Linked DNA regions of Mus musculus: regions 2, 3, 4, 5 and 6 are each linked to region 1. Evidence: chromatin contacts called from public HiCAR-type, HiChIP or PLAC-seq and promoter capture Hi-C data. All regions are on one chromosome and are shown on one strand. The core of a region is the stretch at or near the end of the contact, and the rest is flanking DNA. Distances in the headings are between cores, read along the strand shown. Region 1 holds the start of Fsd1l (fibronectin type III and SPRY domain containing 1-like). Region 2 overlaps Abca1 (ATP-binding cassette, sub-family A (ABC1), member 1). Region 3 holds the start of Abca1 (ATP-binding cassette, sub-family A (ABC1), member 1). Region 4 has its middle 22 kb from the start of Lexis1. Region 5 holds the start of Lexis1 (a long non-coding RNA gene). Region 6 has its middle 8.0 kb from the start of Mexis.

What was found. Promoter capture Hi-C pulls out the DNA fragments that hold promoters and counts their contacts. HiCAR-type assays count read pairs that join an accessible place to other places. HiChIP or PLAC-seq counts read pairs in DNA pulled down with a chosen protein or histone mark.
Region 2: a promoter capture Hi-C map of liver shows a contact between it and region 1, with 2.2 times the contacts expected there. The contact joins the enhancer-like site here to the promoter of Fsd1l in region 1. A contact is called at or near these places in 16 of 39 promoter capture datasets (the 3T3-L1 cell line, 3T3-L1-derived adipocytes, the C10 cell line and 10 more), 6 of 115 datasets of contacts at active chromatin or transcription factors (SST interneurons, embryonic forebrain, embryonic hindbrain and 3 more) and 1 of 9 other capture datasets (embryonic stem cells).
Region 3: a contact with region 1 is called in an H3K4me3 HiChIP or PLAC-seq map of embryonic stem cells, with 4 times the contacts expected there. The contact joins the promoter of Abca1 here to the promoter of Fsd1l in region 1. A contact is called at or near these places in 9 of 39 promoter capture datasets (the C10 cell line, the HPC-7 cell line, cranial neural crest and 3 more), 3 of 484 Hi-C or Micro-C datasets (the N1E-115 cell line and embryonic stem cells), 3 of 115 datasets of contacts at active chromatin or transcription factors (astrocytes, embryonic stem cells and stem cell-derived neural progenitor cells) and 4 of 9 other capture datasets (adipose tissue, embryonic stem cells, liver and 1 more).
Region 4: a promoter capture Hi-C map of liver shows a contact between it and region 1, with 2.3 times the contacts expected there. The contact joins the enhancer-like site here to the promoter of Fsd1l in region 1. A contact is called at or near these places in 15 of 39 promoter capture datasets (the 3T3-L1 cell line, the C10 cell line, cranial neural crest and 10 more), 5 of 115 datasets of contacts at active chromatin or transcription factors (astrocytes, embryonic forebrain, forebrain and 2 more) and 1 of 9 other capture datasets (embryonic stem cells).
Region 5: a HiCAR-type map of astrocytes shows a contact between it and region 1, with 2.3 times the contacts expected there. The contact joins the promoter of Lexis1 here to the promoter of Fsd1l in region 1. A contact is called at or near these places in 11 of 39 promoter capture datasets (the C10 cell line, cranial neural crest, embryonic stem cells and 7 more), 2 of 115 datasets of contacts at active chromatin or transcription factors (astrocytes and pancreatic cancer cells) and 1 of 9 other capture datasets (pancreatic islet).
Region 6: a contact with region 1 is called in a promoter capture Hi-C map of liver, with 3 times the contacts expected there. The contact joins the enhancer-like site here to the promoter of Fsd1l in region 1. A contact is called at or near these places in 14 of 39 promoter capture datasets (the 3T3-L1 cell line, the C10 cell line, cranial neural crest and 9 more).

What each region holds. Positions count from the first base shown.
Region 1 is chr4:53,630,115-53,632,920 of GRCm38.p6, forward strand. It overlaps Fsd1l (fibronectin type III and SPRY domain containing 1-like), which reads left to right and starts at 1,357. Exons shown (of 13, transcript NM_001195284.1): 1 at 1,357-1,498. The coding sequence starts at 1,484.
Region 2 is chr4:53,132,828-53,135,633 of GRCm38.p6, forward strand. Abca1 (ATP-binding cassette, sub-family A (ABC1), member 1) reads right to left here. Exons shown (of 50, transcript NM_013454.3): 3 at 95-188. Among named protein-coding and RNA genes, the nearest start is that of Abca1, 26 kb to the right of the region's middle. Within about 2 kb of position 1,369, at least 14 of the 459 cell types and tissues checked have an H3K27ac peak or open chromatin away from gene starts, as enhancers often do. A contact at or near this core is called in liver, where this site is marked.
Region 3 is chr4:53,158,484-53,161,289 of GRCm38.p6, forward strand. It overlaps Abca1 (ATP-binding cassette, sub-family A (ABC1), member 1), which reads right to left and starts at 1,412. Exons shown (of 50, transcript NM_013454.3): 1 at 1,193-1,412.
Region 4 is chr4:53,195,056-53,197,861 of GRCm38.p6, forward strand. No RefSeq gene overlaps it. Among named protein-coding and RNA genes, the nearest start is that of Lexis1, 22 kb to the right of the region's middle. Within about 2 kb of position 1,371, at least 288 of the 459 cell types and tissues checked have an H3K27ac peak or open chromatin away from gene starts, as enhancers often do. A contact at or near this core is called in astrocytes, embryonic stem cells, forebrain and 3 more, where this site is marked.
Region 5 is chr4:53,216,935-53,219,740 of GRCm38.p6, forward strand. Lexis1 (a long non-coding RNA gene) reads right to left here and starts at 1,427. Exons shown (of 8, transcript XR_390567.4): 1 at 417-1,427.
Region 6 is chr4:53,276,868-53,279,673 of GRCm38.p6, forward strand. No RefSeq gene overlaps it. Among named protein-coding and RNA genes, the nearest start is that of Mexis, 8.0 kb to the left of the region's middle. Within about 2 kb of position 1,429, at least 85 of the 459 cell types and tissues checked have an H3K27ac peak or open chromatin away from gene starts, as enhancers often do. A contact at or near this core is called in liver and pre-B cells, where this site is marked.

The sequences.
Region 1 (2,806 bases), core at 107-2,606:
ATGATTCATCTAAAACAGCTCCTGCCTCTCCAAGGTCTTGATTCTTAACTGTCCTTCTAACTAGATATTCTTCCTCAACCCCTTTCATATAACCCTTACCCAGGTCATTCCTGCGTAATGTCAGGAAATTGCACCCCACCTCTTCGGAGTCTATTAACTCTGTGCAATTTAATTGTTTACTTTATTTCTTCCATTTACCTCATGCAATTTCCTCCTTTGTTAATTTTTTCATGTGTGTGCTTTGGTCGAGGGTATTACAATGTGTGGGCACACAAGTGGGGGCACCTGTGTGCTGGTGTGTGTCTGTGGTCACTTGGCTTTTATGTGGGTACCAGGTTCTGGGTATACAGACTCTGGTACTCATGTCTGCCCACTGATCTATCTTCCTCCTCCCTGATTTCTCTTACAAACTTTTCTTCTAACAGCCTCATGGATTTGTATTGTCATTTCCCACCTTAGATTGTAAGCTCTTTGAGAAGCAGGCCTTTTCACTGAGGATTTGTGTAGAAGGGCAGAACCGGTTCGTAAGGCTCATTCATACTCGTTTCCCTTTTATTCCATTAGGATGTGAACACCCAGAAGAATTTTTCTTGAGTCACCTAAATGGAGATGAAGCCTGCCTTTCTGGAGAACCTTTCCAAGTCTTCTCCCCAAGCTTTCTGGTCTGCACTGCCAGCTCCACCCGTCCTGAGCAGATTCTAATGTGCTGTCCCACTCTCATTTACTCCATGCTCTGGGGAGTTCAAACACAGGATTTAAGCTGTCCTCTGCGAGGTCTGCATTCATTCTATTTCATTGATGACACAGGTCACGGAAAAAGACTTGCTTACAAGGTAGCAAGATACTAGTAGGGCAAGGTTGACCAGGCAACAAAGCCCATGTGGTCCCATACCCACGTATCTGTAACTTCTTTCTACCCCTTGTCCCAGAGCCCTTTAAGGTTTCCACCACGCTCCCTGAAGACCCTTCCACATGTTTCCGCGGCCTCTCCATCCTAGCGTGTTTATTCCAGCTGGATCACTGGGCCTGGCCTACCAAGGCTAAGTGGAGAGACGCTGCAGGTGAAGGATGCGTCCCGGGCTGAGCTAGCTCCCAGGCTCTCCGCACGACCTGGCTGCTGGGTGCCCAATGGTTCATTGCAAGGCCCGCAGCGATGGCACAGGAAAAAGGATGCAAAGAAAGAAGCAGTTGCAGAAGGAAGACGCAGGCGGCCAGGCAGCGCTCCATCCTCTCCGCCGGTGCGGGTGTCGGCGCACGCATGCGCATGCGTGGCGCGCTCGCACCCCACCCTCCCGCGGGCCGCCCTTTCACCCTGGCAACCGCGGCTCGGTAGCGGCGCGCGCGCGGGTTGGGCGCGGACGGGCGGGATCTCTGCGGGACGGGACAAGGCTGACGGCGGCAGAGGTAGCGGGTCTCTAAGGCTCCTCCAGCTTCTCACTCAGCTCCGGTGACAAGTTCGGCCCGGAGGGCTTAGTCCCTAGCCATGGACTCGCAGAAAGTAAGCGGGGGCGCAGCGCGGGGCCGAGAGGGTGGGCGGGGCGCGCGGGGCTGGGCGCGGAGGACGAGGCCGGGCCTGGGACCCACCCGACCCGACCCGACCCGACCCGACGGGACCTGAGAGCCCGCAGGGAGCGATGGCCGCGCCCGGGACCCCGGACGACCTCTGTCCTGCTCTTGGCTCCGGGAAGGCACTGCGGGGAGGAAACCGCGAGCCGCACCCGGGTCTCTGCCGCCCTCTGCGGGCGCTAGGCCCCTTTCTTCCCGCTGCCCGCGGCGTGCTCCGAGGGTGGGTCCCTCCTCGGTTGGAGTGAGGACCAAGGCTCGGCCTCGCGTGGGGGGATCCCCGCCCGCGCGGAAGCTGGTGTCTCTTTTCTTCCACCGTGTCTTCAGCATGGTCTCTGCGCTGTAGGTCCGGGGACTGAATCTCCTTTGTACATCTGCCCACTGCCTTGCTAGTGGTTTATTTATAAGCAGATCTCAGTGTTTGCCTAATTGAGGAAAAAGGCAGTTGTCAGGGCCGCTGCCCCACCCTCGTCCTTCAGTTGGTGAGGCTGGCCAGTAGTCTTGTTTCGGAATGTTTAGTACTTTGAGAACAAGTTTAAGGAAAGAGTTACACAATAGCCTTTTTTAATTAAGCAAATAGTGCACTGAATACAATTGCAACTGAATTTTTAATATTCAGTAGTAATTCCTGTATTAAAAAAGTAAGCCACCTTGCTATCTTTGTTATGTTATAGTGTAATTGCAATACATTGCGGTATAGGAAAGAAAAACACAAGTGTTATTAATAATACATCAGGGAAAACAAGGGCATTTCTAAGAGGCCATTCTTTTTTTATTATTGCATAGAAAGTGCCAGAAAGAGTTAGAGAAAAACTGCAATTCTTACCTGGATTCATCTTTCTGAGCTTGCCTTGAGACCCATTCATTTGGGTATATCCAATTATTATTTCCACAACTATACTATAGTATCTTTTAAAGAGATTACTAGTATGTCTAAGAATGTGTATTTTGAGTGTGTATAAATTTAAAGGATTCTCTGTTAGGCTGATAAAACATTGCATGACTTATTAGAGGAAAGGCATCATGTGATATTTAAGTGGGCATTAGCAAAGGTCAAAAGGAAGAAGAGCAAGTGCCTGGAGAATCCGGAAAGATGAGTTTCAGGGTGCAGTGTGTTTGCTACCTGTATGCAGCGCACATTCCTCTCTTTCATCTTCTGTTCTGTAGAAATAAGAAAAGAATATACTATTAGAAAGTCTGGATAAAATACTCCATTCGGAAAACAGTATTTTCAAGTTTATGA
Region 2 (2,806 bases), core at 119-2,618, 500 kb before region 1:
AGACAGCAACTTTGTAAAGATTCAGTTGAGAGCATCTTCACTCTGGATTTTGCTAGCCATCACTGAGACTCAGGCGTGGTCCACAGATACTCACACTCATGTTGTTCGTAGGGTGGGTAGCTCAGGCGTACAGAGATCAGGATCAGGAAGATAAAGAGAGGCCAGGCCACTTCCAGTAACAGCTGACACTGAACAGAAAATAAAACACAAGATCGTGAATTTTAAATGATAACATGGTAGCCAGCTACTACTGGACTGAGAAACCCACAGAGCAATTCAGCAATTGACTGACTTCTGGCACTTCTGACTCCCTTCACTCTCCAAACTTGAAGTGCATTGAATTGTGGGTGGTATCCTGTAACATCCCATTCCACACCTGTGTCTTTAAGGCTCCCTTCTACCCAGGTTTCAAGACTCAGCCATGCTTCTTTCTGCCTGAGCTAGGAAGTCCTCCTGTGCTCACATTCCCACAAACCTAAACAGTTCCTCTCTCACATCTCCCCCAAGCCCGAGATGATCTGCTTCAGTCACTGGCTCCCACATAGCACTCTTAATTAACATCTATCTCAACAGGGACACATTTCATTGTAGAGTACAGTCTTATTAATTGCGATCTGTCATGGTCTCTTGGTATTCCCCCTTCTATGACGAGATCAGAAGTAAACTCTCTCTGGGTAACTGGTACTTTAGAGTATTAGGGGCATTTGGGCTTTTTGTTTTGTTTTGTTTTGTTTTTTGTTTGTTTTTTTAACCATGTTTGTTTTTCCTAGTTTAAATAAGGAACTTTGAATTTTCTAAGAACTTTGGTATGACTTTACATCAAGCTCATTTTGGGATCTTCAGGGAGGAACTGAAACAAGATAGTAGCTATGCATGTTCCAGAACAAAAACATGAAGTTTTTATACTTCCTTCGGTTCGTGAACCCCTACTACCACAAACTATAAAGAGTAGTTTATACAAAGAGCACATTAAAAGAGAAAATGGCAAGGACCAGGGAAGAAAAGACGAATCTTACTAAAGATGTCTGTAAATAATCCCAAAGAAGGAACAAAACCTCTACGTTTGCAAACAACACTCAGCCTCTTCTCTTTTCCTTCATAGAAAATAGATTTACTACTCCTTTGGGAGAGGGTGATGGGCACGGATTGCAAACCATGACACCATACAATTTTTATTGTCCCTTACACCTCTGTAAACTGCTCAGGGGCAGGAGTCGGGGATGACTTTCTACCAGAGAACACAGCCTGGATTTCCTGAACACTGAAAATAACTTCTCTACCAGTAAGGCTGGAGCCCTTCCTCTGAGATCCAGGTATGCTGTGCCTTTATCAGCCTGTGGCACAAGAGCTGTGTTTACATATGAGGCTCTCCCTTCTGTTACTGTGTTCTCAGCAAATCCGCAACATGGTTAAGGGCTAAGCATGACACGGTAAGCATATATTGGGTAAGAGAGTGAACTGAAGCTTTCAAAATCAGAAAGACAGAAACAAAAATCGGCTGACCCCTCTGGGAAAGAAGTTTGGCAATATGCATTCAAAAGGCACATTTACCCCTTTGAACAACTGTCATCCTCCTGAGAATTCATCCGAAGGAGCAAACTAAATAAGAAAACAACTCAATCCCCAAAAGCCGTATACATGATTTGAAGTGCTATAACTGTAAAGTGTTGTAAACAAATAACTCAATCACACAACAAAGGAAAAATGGTTACATAAGCATACATCTAATGGGCAATAATAGATTACTTGGTTATTACAGCAACATTTATGAAACCCAGCTTTCACTATCCAAGAACACAGGACACAGAACCCAATACATTCTAAGCCTGCATCTTTATAAAACCACTCGCACACATTGCTAAGCAAACATAGAAATAAAGCTTTCTATAATGACATGGCTGTGATGAATTACAGAATAATGAAGCCTGAAAAGTATAAAACTGAACAGAGAATATACAGGAAGTCATTCATCTTGACACTCCGAAGCCACTATTTCAACTAACAGGATAAATCGGAGCTACCATTTAGGGAGAGCTCCATATGTACTGGGCTCATTTTACACAGTTGACTTCCATTAATCCTCAGAACATCATTGTGGGCATGGAACCATTATTCTTCCCATTTTATACTGAAAAGTCTACTGCTTAAGGAACGGCCAGCCACAGCACTAGTCAGAGCAGAGCCAAGACCGGCAGCCAGCTGTACTTGATTCCAGAGGTCACATGAAATTCTATTTGACAAAGACAAGCATCTCCGGTAGGAAACAAATAAAATCTCCCTACGCAGCATGGACTAAAAATGTCTACAGGTTCCACAGACACAAGATAAACTAACACCCTGCAGACAGGTAGCCGTTATAGCGAATACTGAACATCTATAGACACTTAGTGATTTGTGTGCCTCTTGTTCCCAACAGTTCGCTCACAAAGGCTGCAATAGTACTATTTTTATAAATGATGATTGGAGGACCAGAAAAATTATGAGCCATTGGAACCCCAATCTTAATGTCTAAATCTGTGCAGTACCCACCAGGCTGCCTCTCACAGTGCTATGCTAGAGACACATGCCTTCTACCTCATCACATATCCGACCCAGTAAAGCAAGCCTTGTGTTCAGGACACCTCTGTAGCCCCACACTTAGCACCACAAAGCAGCATGTGGTCAGAATAGGTTCATCCACTGAAAGAACAGTCGGATGGTACCCACAGCTCTGGCAGCAAAGCACCAGAAGAAACCTTAGACCACTCAGGAGGTGAAGGCAGAATTTGTAACCAGATCAGGAAAAGAGATATGAAGTAAACCAACA
Region 3 (2,806 bases), core at 162-2,661, 470 kb before region 1:
AAGTGCAGAAACCAAAACAGGCACCTATCCACAAGGTTGTCATCAGCCAACATCCCCAAGAACCTCATTGAGCAACGGTCTGGGAGTCAGGAAACAAACAAACAAACAAAAAACAAAAACAAAAAAGAAAAAAACAACAACATGAAAACATAGACTGGCTTTCTTGGCCTCGGGTTTCCTCCCAGTTTGGAAACACCAGTTTTGACCAGATTCACAGTGAAGCAAAAGGACTAGAGACTCTCACTCCGCACCAGGCCATACCTAGGCTACCCGGCCAGGAGGCGCTGCGGGCCAGTCTCCAGGGGCCACCCGCAGGCCGCCCAGCCCCCACCCCCTGGCGGCGGAGCCCGGCCCAGCACCCGAGCTGCGAGTTCTGTGCTGCCCGATGGGGTTACTTGCGGTCATTCGGCTGCACAACCTAGCCCCAGCTTCCCAATCGGTGCTCAGCCCGAAGTCTCCCCAAGGGAAGACTAGCAAAAAGCAGTAAGATGAGGGTGGATTGGGCACCCCAGTTTCGGGTTTCTGCAGACTCTCTTAAGTTTTCTGTCTTTAGAAGGAACAAAAGTGGTCTCCCACTTTGCGCCAGGGACTGCAGCCCTCCAGAGCGCAGGAAGCCTGTGGGCAGGACCCCGGAGTCGAACAAAGCCCAGAGAACTCAAGCAGCAGTAACATAAAAGACCCCGTTTAGGACACTTCCTACTAGAGTTCTTTGGAAACAAGGACATGCAGTCCCAGTCCCGGGAAGAGAACCTCCAAGTCAGAGGCCAACACAAACCAGTTAAATAATGGAGTGAGGACTCAGATGTGACACTTGTGGGCGACGGCCTACCCCGCGCCAGACAAAAGGAGACCCTTTGTAGAGGATTCCCTTCTCCCTACCCCACTGGCTGTACCCCGAGGACGTCCGGGAACCTTGGCTCACACTGCGCCCAAGAGGCGAGTCTCCGACGCCGGAGATGCTCTCGCTGGTCTCCGATTCCGGGAGACCCGAGTGCGGCAGTTCTGAGTCCCAGGGTCGACAGGGCCCGTCCCAGAACATTCTTTCCCTGTTTATGCCTCCCCTGTACTATTTGCATCCCCAGAAGTAAGGTACATGGGAGTTCGAGTCCCCCCAGTGTCCCCAAAACGGAGAGCTTCCCAACGCTTCCTTGGCCCCGAAACAAAATGCCCAAGTCACTGAAGAACCTCTTACCTGTTTTCCACTTTGCTGTTTGAGTCTGTTTTCCCTACCCCTGCACAAACCCTTCCAGAAAGGGGAAGAAAAAAGTGGGGGGAAACAGGGAGCAGAGCAGCTCCCCAAGCCGGCTGTGGTTGCGCGGGTCCCGCGGCGCCCCCTGCCCAGCTTTGCGCTGCGCCGCGGAGAGAAGTGGGCTCTGCCGGTCCCGGCCCGCTCGCTCGCCCTCGGAATTACTGGTTTTTGCCGCGACTAGTTCCTTTTATAGATTCGGCTGTGCCGAGCGCCGGGGTTACTACCGGTCAAACGCTGTTCTCTCCCTCTTTCCCCCGCCCCCTTCCCGGCCTCTGTTTATGTAGTTCAGTCACTCAGCAGAAAGCACGTGGAGACATGGCCCGCCCCTTAAACCGGCGACAGTGCGCCGCCGCAGCGGGCACTGGGGGCGCATGGTGAGAGCTTTGTGGGGCCCGCTTTCTGTAGCCCTGGCCCTGACCTGCTAGCCTTCGGGAAACGGGAAACTCCGGACTTGCGCTGAGCCAGGGACTCCACATTCCCGGCAGAGGAGGAAAGGGGAAAAGCTCGTTCTCTAAACTCCTCTTTCTGCAATTGTTTGGGGTTTTGTGGGTGTTGCTTTTTGAGTTTTGTTTGTTTTGTTTGTGTGTGTATGCCCTCTTCCTCTCTCCCTCCCGCTCTCCCTTACTCCCACTCTCCCCCCTCTCCTTTTGTTAGTTTGCTCAGCCCCCAACTTGGGAAGGAAAACTCCCCACCCCACCCCACCCCCAGATGCCAACCATTTTCGGTCTCTTCCTTTTCTTCCTTTAAAAGTCCTAGATTGGGGGAAGGGATGTGGAATGGACAGTGAATATCAGCCTATTTTGGTGTCTGCCTCAAACCTTTACATTGATTTTGAAGAGAAGATCTCTACCTTCCAGGGACCTAGTCTGCACCTTCTACACACACACACACACACACACACACACACACACACACACACACACACCTTCCAGGGACCTAGTCTGCACCTTCTACACACACACACACACACACACACACACACTCCACTAGTAATAGGTACCTATAAGCCACAAGGGGCAGCTGTGGTCACAAGAGTGGGTTTTGATGATGTCAAACGACCAAAGTTAGATAAAGTTTTTCTGCCTCTATTTTATTTGTTTTAATTGAGACAGAGTCTCATGTAGTCTGCTCATAAACTCAATAACCTTGAATTCCTAATCCTCTTGCCTCCCAAGGCCTAAAATTACAGGAACAGAGTACCACACCCACATTTGTACAGTGCGGAGAGATGGAACCCAGCCTCTTGCATAGCAGGCAAGCATTCAGCCAGCTGAGAGCTACATCCTTGGCCCTTGCTTCCTGTCTCTCAAGAGAGAACGTTCTCTCTGCCTCAGAGTTTTCTGAAAATGAATTTCGTTGGAACTTTTGAAGTCCTCGGAAGAAGAGTGCCAACACCAGAATCCTACTGACTGAACATCAGTGCCAATCTCTAGTGACATCCATACCCTATAAACCATTTCCTATGCCAGACTTTTAAAAGTCCAGCACTGGCAAAGAATTTAAAATAATATGTGTGACCATCTGTGTACAAAGGAAAACGCCTAAGGGGAAAGGATC
Region 4 (2,806 bases), core at 121-2,620, 440 kb before region 1:
CAGGTCCGAAATTGGTTCCCTTAGAGGTCCTTACATTCTATTTGTTTGCAAAATTTAAAAAAGGGAGAGTTGGCAGCAGGGAGAGGTTGTTTATTAGTGCCAATAAGAACTCAGGGTTAGTTAGGAGCTGGGGTGGGAAGAGAGTTGGGGACGTCTTCACTTTCAGTGCCTTGAACCAATAAGATGCCAAGAAGAATCTGATCAGAGTAACTACCCAGCTCAAGGAAACCACTGTCATTGCTTTGTTAGAACCAATGGCACCTTCTAGAACAGTGGTTTCCAACCTTCCTGATGTTGTGACCCTTTAATCTAGTTGTTCATGTAGTGGTGACCCTCAATCATAAAATTATTTCGTTACTACTTCATAACTGTAATGTTGCTGGTGCTATGCATAGTATTGTAAATATGCAGGATACCTGATATGAGACCTCTATGAAAAGGTCTGGGGTGTGGGTGGGGGTAGGTGTGGGGGCAGGGTTGTGACCCCCAGGTTGAGAACCGATGTTCTAGACTATGCTACCAGAGAACATTTTTGTTGTTGTCTTCCTGTAAGAAAAAGCAAAGCAGTATTTGAAAGCGTTCTATTTGAAGAGTATGTCACAATGTAAATCATTTTTTAAAAATATGCACTTTGAAGGCATGCTATGTTTTAAAGACACTCCATTAGAAGAAGTAGAAAACGAAAGCAAAATTTTAAATCAAGTTTTTACTTTATCCACTGGTTCTCTTTAAAGAATTCCTTGTGGGTCACGCTGAGTCTTAATAAGTGGGACACTAAGTACTGCCTATGGATACCAGTAACAGAAAAACAATTGTGTTGACACAACAGGTTTTACAGATGGTATTTTCTAAGTTTTTTATTTGTTGAATGGACAACTTAGGATTTGTGGAGCTAGAGCTAGAGAAAGAGCTGATGAACTTCAAAACAGGCTTGGAATGCTTAACCGGTGTCCTTTCTAATGAACTGACTGCTAGTTCATTGACAACAGCAGATCTAAAAGGATTCTGCTCGCAGGCCTCCTGTGGCTGGAACACTCCAGCTGGCTAGCTCTGCAGAGATCTGGCCCCAAGAGGTCTCGCCGCTTTAAGCGTCCTAGGCCTTGGACACGCCCACCAGAAAGCCAAACACAAAGCGCGGTGTCTGCTGGAAGTTGTAGTTCCAGACCCTAGCAAGTCTTGACTCGTCCTCTCCTTCCATTTCATTGACTCTTAACAGACCACAGACTCTGAGACCGCTTCAGATTACGCATTGATCATTTCAAGGTATAAGATGAGAGGAATTTTCTTTAATCACCGGATCTGGGCGCTGCTGCTGCTGCTGCTTAGAAAGTATCTGGAAGGCGCGCATGCGCGTGAAGGTAGACAACACAGCCTCTGACTCCCCTAGAGCTGGGATGAAGGGGACTTAGGCCCTGTATATAGTAACAGTTTGTGATAGTGTGGTTTGCAGGTTGTGACGGAAACCGAGGAAGGCAGACGGTCACGTTAGGACCCCATCTGGACTTCTAGGACACTTCCACCTTCTAGTTGTTCCCAATTTGCAGAATTGCAGTTTTTTCCATATCCCTTCATCTCTTTATGGAAAGGCTTTCCCTGCGGCGTTGTGAAATCCTCAGCTCTTCAGCCAAGGCCTTTTAGCCTGCCTGGAATTCAAACTGTCTCTCCTTGCCAGCTTCAGGTCATTCCAGGCAGCAAAAGGCACGGGCTGTACAGGCGTTGCTACTGCTGCTCTTCCTCGTCTTGCAAAGCTGGAGCCAGCCAGATAGAAGCTTGGATACCTGAAGCTTAGAAAGTGTTTGGAAGGAACGCAAGCGATGCGCATACATGATAGATAAGTAAATGCATAGATTAGATGTCTTTAATTCTTAAAGGGCCTCTCATAGCTTTCCTGTGTTCTTTGAGGTGGCAATTGTTATGCAAAAGAGCGGGTGAGAATCTATGACTGTAGTCAGTGGCAGAACCGCCAAACTGAAAGTTGTAGGAGTTACAAATCTGCTTTTCCATCATATCAAAGTAGACAGAGCTAAAGGGGACCAAGGCTGCACCTGATGTTGACTGCCTTTCTGAATAGCCAGTCCAGACCACAGCCGCTCTTAAAGTAGTGAGCAATTGCCTTTCAGTGAGTGAATCTCCTTCCAGCAAATACAGAGGATGTTGCTTGGAGACATGCTTAAGACTGAGCAAACACGTTGTGCTGGACTCTGGAAAGAGAAGCATTAGATTTTAGCTAAGGGAGTGACCAGGTTATGCTCTAAAGTGCCCTTCATTTCTCAGAGAGAAGAGTGAGCCACACTGTCTGTGTATTTGCAATCTCCCATTCTGCAAATGTAGTGCTGTTATTCCTTGCATCAGCAATGCTAACACAAATGTCAAATAGGCATATAAGTGATGAAATCCCCTGGCCTTGTTGCCCATGTCTCTAACCTCAGCACTGGGAAGGCAGGCAAATAATAGATCTCTATGAGTTCTAAGTTAGCCTGCTCTATTATCATGAGTTCCAGGCCAGCCAGGGCCTCCTAGTGAGAATCCGTCTCAAACAACAACAAAAAACAAAGTGCAGGAATCCTCTATCTGCTCTTCAGGTTGCACCAGTGTGGGTCAGGAGAAGGAGAGATGAAAACAGAGGTGTAGATCATACAAAATCGAGGGGCAAGGCATACAGAGCTGCGTAGAAGAGGGTGTGCAGAAAAGCAGTATTTGTTATGAGGGGATCTCTGTTGAGCTTTTAATCAACTAATAAGAAGTTGTCACCCCAGAGCTCCCACATGAGTTCTGTCTGAGAGGAAAGGGGGCTGGTTATTTGATC
Region 5 (2,806 bases), core at 177-2,676, 410 kb before region 1:
CATGTGAGGATGAGTCTATTATCAACTGACTGGATACTGTACGGAGGCTATGGCAGAGTAAGAAAATAAAAGGTGTGTGCCTGTGAATCTGTCCTTTCTTTGGGGGGAATGAACTACATACTTTGCCTCAATGTAATGTCCCGAAAAGTTGTCATCTTTCAAAAAAACCTAGCAGACCTCAAAATGTCCACTCACACAACACAGGCCTCACTTTGAAGGTAATTAATTCAGCTTAGCACTGTTCCCTGGAGGTCTTGTGGGACAGAGGGGCAACATGACACAACGGGCTGAAAATTGTAGAGTTGCTCACCTCCAATGCTAAAAAGCCCAGGGACCATCAGATGAACTACCAAGTTCTACTGTTAACGATGCTTAACCCAGAGATGTAAGGGCGCAGCATAGTCCTTTCACCTTACCTAGAGACAAAGCCCGGTCAAACAGGTATTCTGTTTGCACCTGTTGGGGAGCATTGTCCAACTTCAGAGACCACAGGTCGGTCGGTAGGTAGGGGCTTGAACTCCTGCAGGAAAGGGTATTTTTGAAAATCAGTTTCTCCTTGACCCTCCCAGATTTTTGGGATGCCAGGAAAGAGGGCACTTTCTAGAACAGAAGGACCACCACAGACTCCTATCGTCGAGGCTGGTGTGGATGAGAGCCTCAGACCTCTCCAGATGCCTATGAGTGTTTCCATTATGATGGTTCCTGAGGCCGAGGACATGCCCCTCCTAGCGCCCGCCCCGCCCGCGCGATGCCCGGCAGTAACCCCGAGGCGCACGGCAGCCTAGACGCCTTCAACTAGCGCGATTCCTCTGGTTGCAACCTAGTTGTTAGATCCGGCTCCTCCCGGGCAGAAACTGGAGTGTTGTTTGCACCCACGTAGCTTCTCGCTCGAATGTGCTCCTCTCTAGCTCCGGAGTCAGCCTTGCTCTTTTCCAGGGGCAGTGATCAGGGCGGGGTTGGGGGCGAGGAGATGGGCAGCCCCAAGCTGTGGGAGAGAGGGGAGCGGAAAGTCCAGAAATGGGGGAAGGGAAGGATGGGGCGCCTGGGGGTGTTAGCGGTAGGTGACAACTTTGGGAAGAGGTCCAGGTTACCCTCTCCGGCCTGGGACCGTGCCCACACAGAAATCAAAGCACGTCCGCAAGGCCCACAGCCTTTATTTCCGAGAGTAGCAGAAACCACCACCAAAAAAGAAAGAAAAAAGAAACAACGTTAGGGATGCTTAGCTGCAGCCGGCAGCCAGCTCTGCGCAGGCGCGCAGAGATCCAAGTCTGACCTGGAGTTACCCCGCTAGGCTGCCGCTGCAGAAGTAGGTGAAAGGTAACTAGCAGGCACCGCTGGGCCAAGGCCCAGGCAGGCCTGCTGCAGGACCTGTCCTGTGCCCTTCCAGACGCAGCAAGTTTCTTTAAGCAAGCACTTACTTCTGTGGATGATGCCTGAGCTAAAGTAATGTAAGGATGCCCGAATGGAGGAGATTTGGAGAACTTGGCAACTGGCACTCTGTAAACAAATGAGGACCTGGAATTGTGCAAGGGGTGGAGAAAAACAGTTATGGCATACTATTTAATATGGCTACTATGATGTGGAAAGCGTCACTTGCGTTTTTTAAATTTAGAGATCTGTTGAAGTAATGAGAAAGGAAACTGAGACCCAGGGAGTTCCAGAAACCTGCTCCAGAGTAAATAACAGGTAAATAGAGTGCGTTTTGGCAAGACCTCCGATAAGAAGTTACTCTATCCTTTCTGATGAAGGTACCTGCTACCCTTTGGGTTCTTCGTTCATTGAGGGCAGAAATACTGCTCACACTTGATAAATTTGCTGTTTATTGGAGTGAGCTCATAAAAGAACAGCTAGAGTTTTTTTCAACCCCAGGCGTCTCAAAGAGAAGCTGTCACTGTGTCTGGCAGGCTGAAGTGACTGCTTGTTTGTGACGTTCCCCAACACGAGGGCTTTTATATCCATTCAGCAGCCCTAACTGGCACCCAGTCTGGAATGTGTCCATCGCTGAAAACAGGTGGTAAGCACCGAAGGCGGAGAATGCCTTGCTTCCCCTGGAAATCCTGTACTGAGTCTGGCACAGTCTGCTCAAACTGCTGTGCCACAATACCAGTAAATTTCCCACTGATAAGCCAAGATCAAAGGACTGGCTGGCCCACAGACTGGCATCTCACCTTCTGCTCAGAGAGCAATGAGAGAGAAAAAGAGGAGAGGGAGCCGGGAGAGTATACGAACAGTGGCTTTTCTTGTAAGGTCAGAGCAGTTATAGACATCTGGGAGTCTCCCCATCTTTGGGCTTGGTGGAAGCCATTAGCATCCTTCCCATTACAGTTGCCTATGTAGCTAGAAGCATATCAGACAGGAGGGGAGGGCAGGGACCTGATCCCACTCTTATTACTTCTGTCTATCCCTTAATTCTGGGCTATTCCTCAGAATTGCAAAGAGCTGGAGAGAGCAGCAGGTGTCCTCCCTTCCTGAAGGAGCCTTGGAGACAGAGGAAAGGAAATAGAAGTGGGCCAGCCTCCTCCCACTCCCATCTCTTTCCAAGAATCTGCTCCCTTGAGTGTCTCAGGGAGTTGGAATGTCACCGCCTCATGGGCCCTCCACTGAGTTGCTGCTCAGGCTGATTAAAACAAAGGCTGCAATTGGGCTACCCTTGCCCGAAAGTAACCCTGTCTGCATGCCTTGCTGAGGTGACCAGGGGAGACGTGGAGGCTGTTGGATGCCTCTGTTGCCATTGGCAAGAAGATGGCTGCCTGGAACTTGAATCATTACCCTGTTGAGAGTCCCACATGCTGAGAGCTTTGAACAT
Region 6 (2,806 bases), core at 179-2,678, 350 kb before region 1:
ATCTCTTTTCTTTACAATCATTTTCCAACTGTTTGGCAAACTCATAGCCTGCATTCTAGACTCATAAGATACCCCTTGGGGCTAATGTGGACCCTTCAAGGATATAAAACAAAAGAGTAAAGAGGAAACCAAACAGGCTTGACATCTCACATTCCAGCACTCAGGAGGTGAGGTCAGGAGAATTTGAAAGAAGTTCAAAGTTATCCTTAGCTAAATGTTGAATTTAAGGTAAGCTTGAGCTACATGGCATGCTGTGGAAAGTAAGAAAAAAAGAAAAAGAAAGAAAGAGAGAGAGAGAGAGAGAGAGAGAGAGAGAGAGAGAGAAAGAGAGAGAGAGAGAAAAGATGGGGGAGGGAGAGGGTAAAGAAGGAAGGAGGGAGCCAAACAGGTAGGAAGAAAAGAGGCTGGGAGAGAAGGAAGAAAAGAAGGAAGGGAAGAGAGAAGGACGGAAGGAAGGAAGGAAGGAAGGAAGGAAGGAAGGAAGGAAGGAAGGAAGGAAGGAAGGGAAAATTCACATGATTTACTTTCTAGAAGGTATTTTGCCCAATACCTTCCTCTATTTTCTAAAACTTGGACTGTACATGAAAAAGGGGAATAAGGCAGCATGCTGTGTTAGCAGCAGATAAATTCTAAAACTCTGGAAGTAAGTTCATTATGGAATTCAAAATCTTCAGATCATGTATAAATTTGTAATTCTTACAAATGTTTGGTTTGTGATTTTTCATAAAGTCATGGGTTGCTTTTATGATAAGGAAGCAGCTAGTGTCATACTTTTAACATTATTATTTTACAAGATGACAGATTGAAAACTAGACAAAATCATGCAGGAGGCATCTCAGCAGAGTCAGGAATCTGGGCATCCCTCTGCCAGACAGGGTTTGTTTTCTTGACCGGAACTCTTCTCAGAAAGAGATGAACTCTGGTGAGCCTGTTGTTTATGTGACAGAGCCCATCAGTTTTGTTCTCCACGCACCTTCTACTCCTCTGGGACCTCTGTGCCTCTAAGCAGCCTCTGAGCTGCCACAAACCTACCTCTTTCTCCATTTCACTTTAGGTTCTCTTGCCAAGGCTGCAGAGATTGGCTCTGCTACTTAACTGAGCTGGGATGTGCTATTAAATCTCTCACCCATAAAAGGGAGATAATCCTCCCTTGGAGTGGAAGAAGAAATTATTCACGGCATTGCCACATGCCTCTCTCTGCCCGTCTCCCAAGAAGACTTAAGCACTAACCCAAGCTGTATTTTTGTAACTGTGTCTGCGAATGGTGGGGACTCTGGCTTCAAAGCCACAGCGACTGTGGTTCCCCTTTTCTGCCCTATCTATGCCCCTGGGGAAAGGTAATCAGCAGAGCAAAACCTTCAGTACAGAAAGCGACAGAGCCACCTCACAGTCACCCCTTTGATTTCCTGCCAAGTAGACTGGGACAGCCCACAGCTTGAATTTAGGTGAAGGGACAAAAAAGGATTCTGACAGCTTCGCTGAGTTCATATCACAGGGATCTGTACTGCGGTTTTGACATAAGCCTGGCTTTCTCTTCATATTAGGAGATCAGGATGCACTTCTTCAAAATGCCGGATATCACGAGCTCTCACAACGGTATGGAAAGACCTCAATGAGACTAACAGTGAACCCCTTAGAGAGGCTTCTAGGAGGAGCTCTCTCTCCTCTTCTGTGTGTCCCCTTCCCTCCTCTCCTTCTTTTCTTCTTCCTTCTTCACTTCGGCCTCAGAAGCAGCCCTTCTCTAGTCACCATAACCTTCACCGTACTGACCTGTAAGGCCTCGATTTACCAAACCATGAGTGCTATATTTTCCTCCTGCATTTAATTCCCAGTGCCAAGCATGGAACCTGGTTTACTGTGCTCGTTTAGTATTTGACAGATTGAAAGAATGAATGAATGAATAAATACCTCTCACACTAAGTGTAACTCTTTACTTATACTAACAGATTTTCTAGTGGCCCTGCTATAGTGGCTCCTGTCTCAGTTAATAAGCTACTCAAGCTTTCCAAGTTTTCTGTCCATAAAATGTACTGAGCCTCTTTCTCTAACAATTCATATCTAATCCAGGAACAAGCCCAGTGGCTCACGTTATACCCAGTATTCAGCCTCATTGTTGAATGAATACTGAACGAATGAATGAATGAATGAATGAATACACTATAGCAAGGTCACACCTAGAAAATCCGTTAGTGTAAAGAGTTACACTTAGTGTGAGAATGAATTCATTCATTCTTTCAATCTGTCAAAGCCAGTAACTTCTAGAGTCTATTTTTAATACAAGAAATCATGTTAAAAAAACAAAACAAAACAACATTAGATCAGCTTACTTTGGTGTCTAAAACGTGCCAATGGCTTCTCATTGTGCACAAAGACAAGCCAACATCATTACCAAGACCCTCACATCTTCCATTCCTCCCCCTCGTTGCTCTGACTTCACCCCCCACTTTCCCCAGACAAGCCAGCTTGGCTCCAGCCATGTCTGCCTCAACTTAATTGTTCAAGCCTGCCAGACATGCTCTCACCTCAGCCCTCTGGAGTGCAGGTTTCCACCCCTTAGGTGTTCCAGCCTGTGGCTATCAGACGGACTTATCTCTGGGGCTTCTAATGGCAGACATTCTGGCCAGGAAATTTGAAAGGCAAGTTGAATCTCCTTGTAACAAACAATCAGTCCAAACCCTCCATCCACATGGTCACAGAAGGCCTGGAGGCTGGTAATGTAGCTCTGTGGTAGAGGCTTAAATAACGTGTGAAGTTCATCATTGAGCCAGCATTGAGAACAGTCGAGATATTCTCTTCCTAAGTGTGT